2 separate regions of the Rattus norvegicus genome follow, and region 2 is linked to region 1. A link is a contact called in public Hi-C data. All regions are on one chromosome and are shown on one strand. Each heading gives the region's core, a stretch centred on a gene start, on an enhancer-like site or on the middle of the called end of the contact. The rest is flanking DNA. Distances are from core to core; before and after follow the strand shown.

What was found. A called contact is a pair of places that touch in the nucleus more often than the background predicts.
Region 2: a contact with region 1 is called in a Hi-C map of the A7r5 cell line, with 3 times the contacts expected there. The contact joins two enhancer-like sites. A contact is called at or near these places in 6 of 12 Hi-C or Micro-C datasets (the A7r5 cell line, Schwann cells, frontal cortex and 2 more).

The regions. Positions count from the first base shown.
Region 1 is chr16:71,648,744-71,652,898 of GRCr8, reverse strand. It overlaps Adgra2 (adhesion G protein-coupled receptor A2), which reads left to right. Exons shown (of 19, transcript XM_063275883.1): 3 at 4,044-4,115. Among named protein-coding and RNA genes, the nearest start is that of Brf2, 20 kb to the right of the region's middle. Within about 2 kb of position 1,943, at least 34 of the 93 cell types and tissues checked have an H3K27ac peak or open chromatin away from gene starts, as enhancers often do. A contact at or near this core is called in the A7r5 cell line, where this site is marked.
Region 2 is chr16:71,708,535-71,712,689 of GRCr8, reverse strand. Plpbp (pyridoxal phosphate binding protein) reads left to right here. Exons shown (of 8, transcript NM_001107320.1): 5 at 2,226-2,360. Among named protein-coding and RNA genes, the nearest start is that of Plpbp, 7.1 kb to the left of the region's middle. Within about 2 kb of position 1,744, at least 7 of the 93 cell types and tissues checked have an H3K27ac peak or open chromatin away from gene starts, as enhancers often do. A contact at or near this core is called in the A7r5 cell line, where this site is marked.

The DNA.
Region 1 (4,155 bases), core at 694-3,193:
TCCTTGTGGGCAAACAATAAATAGCTCATTGACTGAACATGCTATATTTTTAAATCTTCTATTTATGCATTGATGGATACTTGGTACTTTTGCCTTTTATGCAGTAACGATCGAGTTCTTTTGGGAACTTTCACCTGGTGGGCTTTTTTGTTTTGTTTTGCTTCTGCTCGTTTCCAGTTTTTGGAGATGGGTTCCAGATATATAACTGTGGCTGGCCTCAGATTCACAATCCTCCTGCCTCAGCCTCCTAAGTGCCAGGATGGAAGATTTGCATCACTGCTGTGGCCAGCTTTGACTTCCCACACTCAGGTTCTGGAAAGGACACAGAGCGTGACTGCCCTAGGAAGTCTCCCTCCATTTTGCCGTCAGGGGTCCCTTCCTTGATGCTGACACCTGTTGGCAGGAGAAGGGCATGCCTGGAGTCAGGGTGGCCAGTGTATGATCAAGAGTGCACAAAAGGCAATGGGGATAGGGACACACCATCAGTGAAGTGCCTTTGTCCTGGGTCTAGAGCTCTGTGGAAACAGACATGGAATCCATATTCTAGAAACATCTGTGTCCTTCAACTGGTTACTTTGGCTTGCAGCCTCAGCTAATTAATGGAGGATTCATTTAGATAATCTGGAGCAAGGATCTTTAAAAACAAAAAAAAACAAAAACAAAAAAAAAAAACCCCCCTAAAAAAAAAAACAGGGTCTCGATACATAGACCAGGCTATCTCAAACTCATAGGGGTCCACTTGTCTGTACCTCCTGAGTGCTGGGATTAAAGGTATGCACCACCATACCTGGAGTGTTTTTCATTGTGGGATGGAACTTGGGGCCTACACATGCAGCAGGAGCTCTCCCAGTAAGCCCTATCCCCAGCTCTGTGGAACAAGGTGTTCTTAGCCTGGGTTCCACAGCCCTTCAAGACCATGTCCCCACTGTTAAGTGTAGAACACTCTTCCAGGATGGGAGTCCCGACTTCCTCAGCTTTCCCCAGCAATATTATACAGGAAGGGTTCAGAACAGCCAATTGACAAGAGCCTTGGGTTTCTAAATATACAGGTCCTGGGGTAGCATTTCCTCCTGTCCCTGGGGAAGTACAGCCCTGAGCCACTTCCCCTATTCAGGGACCAGGAGACATGGCCTGTCATCCAGACGTCTATTGGACTGTCTGGGTTCAGCCCAGGGAGCAGCCCCTGGTTGGGGCCACTCCTAGGAACCTAACTGCAAGAGACCATCTTGGTCACCTCTGAGCCCCACTTGAGGAAAGGGGGAGAAAGCTTGTCCCTGTGGAAGCTGCCTTGTAGAGAGGGCCCCGAGTGCTCAGCTGCAGGAAACAGGGCAGGGAGAGGGGCTGGGGCCCCAGGGCTGCCTTGCTCCCATCTGCAGAGCATCAGTGGGGCAGGCGGGTGGGGTTCACGGGGTGGGGGGAGGAAATGAGAATAAACACAAGTGAGCAGAGAGGGGAGGGGCGGGGGGCTGCCGCCTCAGCCCCTTGGCAGCCCATGAAGGGAAGTGACACACAATGAGGAATGTGTTTCCCTCTACCCGCCCCTGCATGGGGGTGGGAGGCAGATCCCTGAGAATGGCCAGACCCCAGCAGAGGCCAGGGGGCACATGCTGGATCAACAGAAGAGGGTGGGATGAAAGGGTGGAGCCTGACAGTCGAAGGGGGGTGGGGGGATACACAGGAAGGGCAGTCCTGGGCAGGGGGACTTTCCGCTGTCCTCTCAACTGGGCATGCAGAGAATCTAGGGCCAGCCCAGGCCATTCCACAGTGCTTCTGCCCAGCACTGGGGCACCTCCACACAGCTCCAACTTTCTCTAGGACATTGAGCCCTGGGGTACTAGCATTTCCCTTCCTAAAGGGGACTCAGCATCGTTCTCAGCTTTGGTGTGAGAGGGACCTTACTGCCTCTTGTCTCTCAGCGTTTCTTTCCCCAAAAGGGACTGCACAAACAGGCCCCCTGGTGGGACAGGACAGCACCTCCCTATCCTGGACACCCATTTCCTCTTACCCAGCAGGGACATAGCTCAGTTAACTCTCTCCTGTCCATAATTCAGACCTGTCTCCAAGGCCTTAGACTTACCTGGGATGGTGAACTTTGGTCAACCCCAGGTTGACCCCCAGATATCTTTGTCAGAGTTCTGTCTTCCTCCTCCAGGAGTGGCTCCCCTTTACTCACTGCTTCCTAGCTTCCTAGGCTCTTTCAGGTGGGAGCAGAAAAAATGGCCCTTAGTGCTCTGGGCAGCCTCAGTGTCAGTGTTAGCTTAGAAAAGGTGGGGTCTGGTGGAACCTTGGGTAGGTGGGTCATGATCTGTAGCTCTCCATAGCCATGCACAGCCTAGAGGCTAGTGCAGAAGATGAGTAGGCAGGTACCCAATCTGGCCCTTTGTACAGAGGCCTGCATGCTACATACTGGGCTGATGCCATTAGATAGGCATGTCCTCCTGGTTAGCATGTGGGGGATGGGGGGGACCTGCAGCCAATGGGGAGGGGAGGAGAGGAGAGGCAGGATCAAGAGTTGAAGTCCTGCCTCAGTGGTGTTTGAGCCCCTGAATTGGGAGTCAGGGGCTGCTATGAGATTCACCTGTGGTATGTCTCTTCATGTGCAGTGGGGATGACCCTCAGGAGTCATCACCCATCTTGCCGTGACCTGCTCAGCCCAAGAGCAGCTTCCTTGCCACCTCCTGACAGCAGTGGGGGGTTGGGACTGAAGACATTGCATAGATTTTATTAGCCCTGGGCCTCATCTGGACCTCATGATTGTCAACTTGAGCTTGAGGCTGTACAGGGGCACAGTGTATTGCTCACCTAGCCTTGCTGTCCTCTTCCTCATAGGCTCCAGAGAGAGGGGGAGACGTTGGAGGGACATGGGGAGGGACAGAAGGAGAGAAGGGGGAGGGAGGAAGAGATAGAGAGGGAAGGAGAGAGAGAGAAGGAGGAGGAGGAAAGGTAGAAGGGAGGGAGGAAGGGAGGGAGAGAGAGAGAGGAGAAGGAGGAGGAAGAGGAGGAGGAGGTGGAGGAGGAGGTGGAAGAAGAGGAGGAGGAGGACAAGAGAGAGAAAGAGGGAGAGAAAGAGAGAGAGAGAGAAAGAGAGAGAGAGAAAGAGAGAGAGAGAGAAAGAGAGAGAGAGAAAGAGAGAGAGAGAAAGAGAGAGAGAATGGGAACGCTAGCTGTTGGAATACAATAAATGGAAAGCTCCCCCTGATGGGTAGGTATAGCTGTTTTCAAAGGCTCCCCAGAACAGCTCTGTAAGATCTGGAGTGGCTCTGTTGAAGGACCATGGGAAGCCTAGTCTTCTATTTCCTGATGCAAAGCTTTCTCCATCCCCTGTCCCTGTTCCCCATTCAAAGCCCTTCCTCTCCGTCTCTTGACTCTAGTATCATCTTTAGTATGTTGACATAAATAAAACACAGCTCTTGTCCCAGAGGAGTAAGATGTAGTTGTTTCTGAGCCACAGGTGGGTAACTGAGATCGGGGAATGGATTTCACTTGCCCTGAATGACGTGGAAGGTGTGACCTAAACTTTATAGTCCCAGAACAAAGTCCATAGATCAAAGCACATAGCAAATTAGTGAAAGCAGGTAGCCATTACAGCAAAGTGGAGAGATCAGCTGTTCCGGGCCTCAGATGCTCTCTGAGGACATTCTTAGCTTTGGGTCATCTGCTTAGTCACAAAGGTCTTTGCTGATAGTCAAAAGGAAGTTTGGCTGAATACAAAGTGGCTATTAAGGGAACTAAAGATAGCCCAGGATAATTGTGACTTTGCATTTGCAACACAACTCTGTGTCATCATTAGGCAAACAGCTCCTGAATTAGTCTGCCGGGGCCTTCATACAGATCTGTTGTTCATGGGACTTTAGCTTACAAATGTTTCTCTGACCTGTACAGAGAGGTAGAAGAGACCAGTTGGGTTGGGAGTGTAAGAAAGATGACTTGGAAAGAAACCAAGTCCCACAAAAAGCCAGAATCTGGGTTGGCAAAATATTCTACCCAAGGAGCAGTGCAGCCCTCAGACAGAAGTGTGAAGGTCTCCCCACTGCTTTCCACAGGGACCTGAGGAGCAATGTCATCAGCACCGTGCAGCCTGGAGCCTTCCTAGGTCTGGGAGAGCTGAAACGATTGTGAGTGGCATGTCTTGCCTACCCTAATCCCAGCCCTCTC
Region 2 (4,155 bases), core at 495-2,994, 60 kb before region 1:
TAATTAATTGTTTAGATATAATAGCCACAGAGTATGAAGTTTAAACATGTAATATATGTCTTGACCCCAATGCTCAAGAAGTTTCACAGTTTGGATCTTCAATTTTTATACTATAAATTCTAAGACCACCACAAAAATAATACCACAAGGAGATATGGCTAATGAATGCATAAAATGATGTAGTCATTACTGAATTAGTCCCACAGGCAGGGAAACAGTAAACTAAGGCTCGAGAAATTAAACAGCTTGCCCAAGATTAAGCACTAAAAGGAATCAAGGCTACACCTGTCAGGAGAATTCTCCCCACTGCTACCCCAGAGCCCCTGATCATGGCATGTGTTTGGAATGGGGTCCTTGTCTGCTTTTTGTTGCTGTGATCAAGACAATGAACAAAAGCAACTTAGGAGGAAAGGGTTTATTTGGCTTATACCTCCATATCACTGTCCATCACTGAGAAGCCAAGGCAGGGATCCAGAGGCAGGAACTGAAGCAAATGCCATGGAGAAACGTTGCTTACTGGCTTGCTCCCCATGGCTTACTCAGCCTGCTCTCCTATACAGCCCAGATCACCTGCTCAGGGATGGCACCACTCACCGTGCGCCGTGCCTCCCTACAGCATCATTAATCAAATGGCACAGATTCTTGCTTATAGGCCAGTCTTATGAAGGCATTTTCTCGGTCGAAGTTTGCACTTCTCACATGACCCTGGCCTGTGTCAAGTTAACAAAAACAACAAAACAAACAAAACCGACCAGCACAACTGGCTTTGCCATCATAAAGAATGTTGTTAGCTAATGCCTAATGTTAGCACTCAGAGTTTGTCATACGATTTGAGTTTAGGGAGGGGGATATTTGTTTCTGCTAGACTTTTGAGTCTCGTTAAATACATGGAAGAAATGACTTACTGTCCTTATTATCTTTTCCTCAGTTCTGGGTCGGTTTCAGTCAACTTCTCATTATACCTCATCCTGTGAATAGTTGCTTTTACGTTGATGGTTTGGTTTATCATTGTTTTTCTGAGACACAATCTGACCAACTCATGCTGACCTGGAATTCACTATATAACCTAGGCTGGCCTAGAACTTGTGGTGATCCTCCTGCCTCAGCCTCCTGAATTCTGGAACTGCAGGCATGACCACTAGCACACCCAGCAACATGTATTTCACACATAAATTTGTCTTATTCAGTTCTGGCTATTTTTACATCCCTACAAATACTTCTGCAACATCGTTTACATTTTATTGGAACAATTTCATCCTTTTAGGGTTTTGGGGTTTTGTTTGGTTGGTTTGTTGTGACAGGATTTCTCTGTGGTCCCTGGAACTCTTGGCAGACCAGCCTGACCTCGGACTCAGAGATTTGCCCCTGCCCCTGCCCCTGCCCCTGCCCCTGCCCTTGCCCCTGCCCCTGCCTCCCAGTGCTGGGATTAAAGGTGTGTGCCACCACTTTAGGGCTTGTTCCTACTACCAGTTGGTGTATAATCAGGTCAGAGCTGAGTTTAGAATTAATTATTTACACTACCAAGGCATAGCCTTCCTGTACTTGTGTCTCCATCCCAACAAGGCTCTGGGCTCAGTCTTCACCATGGAAGAGGAAAAAAGGAAAAAAAGCAAGGGTGGGAGACAGGGAAGTAGTTAGCTGACTGCCTGGAAGATTCCTGTGCTCGGCACAGTAAGCTGGTAGGGTTGTGCCATGGTCCTTTATCTGTGCCAAGAGTCATAGTTCATCTTCACTGAAGGCAGCTTTGATGACCTCACTGACTGAGCATCCGGTGGGAGCTATTCTGGTGTCCCTGTCGAATAAAGAGACCCATCCCAGAAAGTGTAAGAACATGGTATCTCTCCAGGCTAGCTCTTGGCTTCTGGATAGCCTCTGTCCTTTGTCACTTGACCTGTTTCACTCAGTTTGAACTGAGACATAATTAGATCGGGCCTGCTATTCAGAACCTCAACTACCAACTTTCTGAATCATCTCCCTACTCATGCAGCCTGATTGTGGTGTCTTATGTCTCCCTTATCTATCTTTGCTGGTGGGATGGGGCTTGTCTGCCTTTGAGCTTCATGTCTAGCAAGCTCTCGTGCACGTCTTCTTGGCCAGTCATGAGATTTAACTGTGCTTTTCTTTTCCTGGAGTACTTCCTCCTCGACCAGATCAAAGGTTTGCTGCGTGTCTCCTCTGGCAGCAGGGAAAATGAAGGCTACTCCCTTCCCACTTTCTCTTTTCAGCCGTCCCCAACCTCTCTATGCTGGAAACTATAGACTCCGTGAAGTTGGCAGACAAGGTGAACAGTTCCTGGCAGAAGAAAGGTTCTCCTGAACGACTGAAGGTGATGGTGCAGATTAACACCAGTGGAGAGGACAGTAAGTGACTAGGCCTGACCGTGATGTTTGCTCTCCTAGATGGCCGAGACTCAGGTAGAGTGTGAGTGTAAGCGTCTGAGGATATTGGGGGGAGAAGCTCTAGCCTTCTGATGAGCTGCTTTGTCAGGATTTACCAGTGTGGTGATCCAATATAATTCTTTTGTTTTTATGTCTGTGAGAACACTGTAGCTGTCCTCAGACACTCACCAGAAGAGGGCATCGGATCCCACTACAGATGGTTGTGAGCCACCATGTGGTTGCTAGGAATTGAACTCAGGACCTCTGGAAGAGCAGTCAGTGCTCTTAACCGCTGAGCCATCTCTCCAGCCCAATATAATTCTTTAATATATCCCAGCTTGTTAGGTATTAATTTTGAAGAATTATAACTTTGAAGTTCTGGAACTTATAACTGGAAATTCCCTCCTGGAGGAGATTGAGAATTACATGTGGGATACTTCTTAGGTCTCAGGAAAATTACGCAGTGCTTCATTGGGCAAGAATAGAAGGAGTTGCTGCTGAACAATGAGTGAGTGTCTCACGGGGCCTGGCCTAGCAGTGTGGCCGTGAACTACAGAGGAGCCTGGCTCTGACATCAGACAGACGTCTGCTTGAGTGCCACCACTCTCCAGCATTGGAACTTTCAGTCAGTTACCTAACCTCTCTGTACCTGAGTTTCCTTCTGTGGCAGTGGCGTCGAGGGAGTGGCCATTGTTAGAAGGGTGTGATGAGGCTTCTGCACAGTGATATGGAACCCTGGACTTCTCCTTTGCTCGCTTTTTGTTAAGAGTGAATGCCAGGCATTTGCTTACAACCATCTTCCTGGCGCTCACATGTAGCAGATCTTGGCTTGAAGGAGCTCAGTGTAGACATCTGTTTTCCAGATGTGCCCTGAAGTCAGGTTGCCTGGGCTCAAATCTCAGGTGCACAGTTCTAGTCCATAGCCTTAGGAAAAGACTGCTCCCGCCTGTCTTAATTTCCTCTGAAGACTGATGTGGGTAAGAACACTTAGAGTTGCTGTATGAAGTGAGAAGTCGTAGGGCTGGCACAGGGGTCAGCAGATTAACAGTTACTATTACTTTGCATGTTCCGTGACTGGCTACACGCATGTAACTGCAGAGCTCCAGCGTGTCTTTACTGCATTTCCTGACAAGGAGCTGTGATTGGCCTTAATTAATAGCAGGAAAGTTCCTCCCTGATCCCCTTCATAAACGGGGGCAAAGGCAAAGCAATATTAATAGTCCTTAAAATACATAACAAATCACTTGCTGTTGTTCCTCCAACCGTCCTTAACTAGTAAGTAAACTCTGCAATTATACAATCCCACTTTATTATGTGCATATGACTTAAGTTTGCAGCTCTATTAATAAATTGACAAAACCATAAAAATGTCAAGTTTAGAAAAAGGTTCTGAGATTCATCTAGGACTTTGGCGGTGTGACCCTCCCTAGTGTCCCAAGACATATTCATTCCTTTTCTATTTCTAAACACCATGACCAAGGCAACTGACAGAAGGAAAGGTCTGTGCAATTTATGGTTCTGGAGGATAGGGGCCCATGGTGGGGGAGCGTGGCAGCCTCATCAGAAGCTCAGGCCTCACATCTCGAACCGCACTCATGGAGCAGAGGGAGGACTGAACGACACAGGACTTTGAAACGTCACAGCCGGCACCCATGATGTACTCCCAGCAAGGCAGCATCTCCTAGGCATATCCCAACAGTGCCAGACACTGGGGACCAAGCATTCAAACATAGGAGCCTGTGGGGGGCACTCTCATTCAAACCAACACACATTTTTC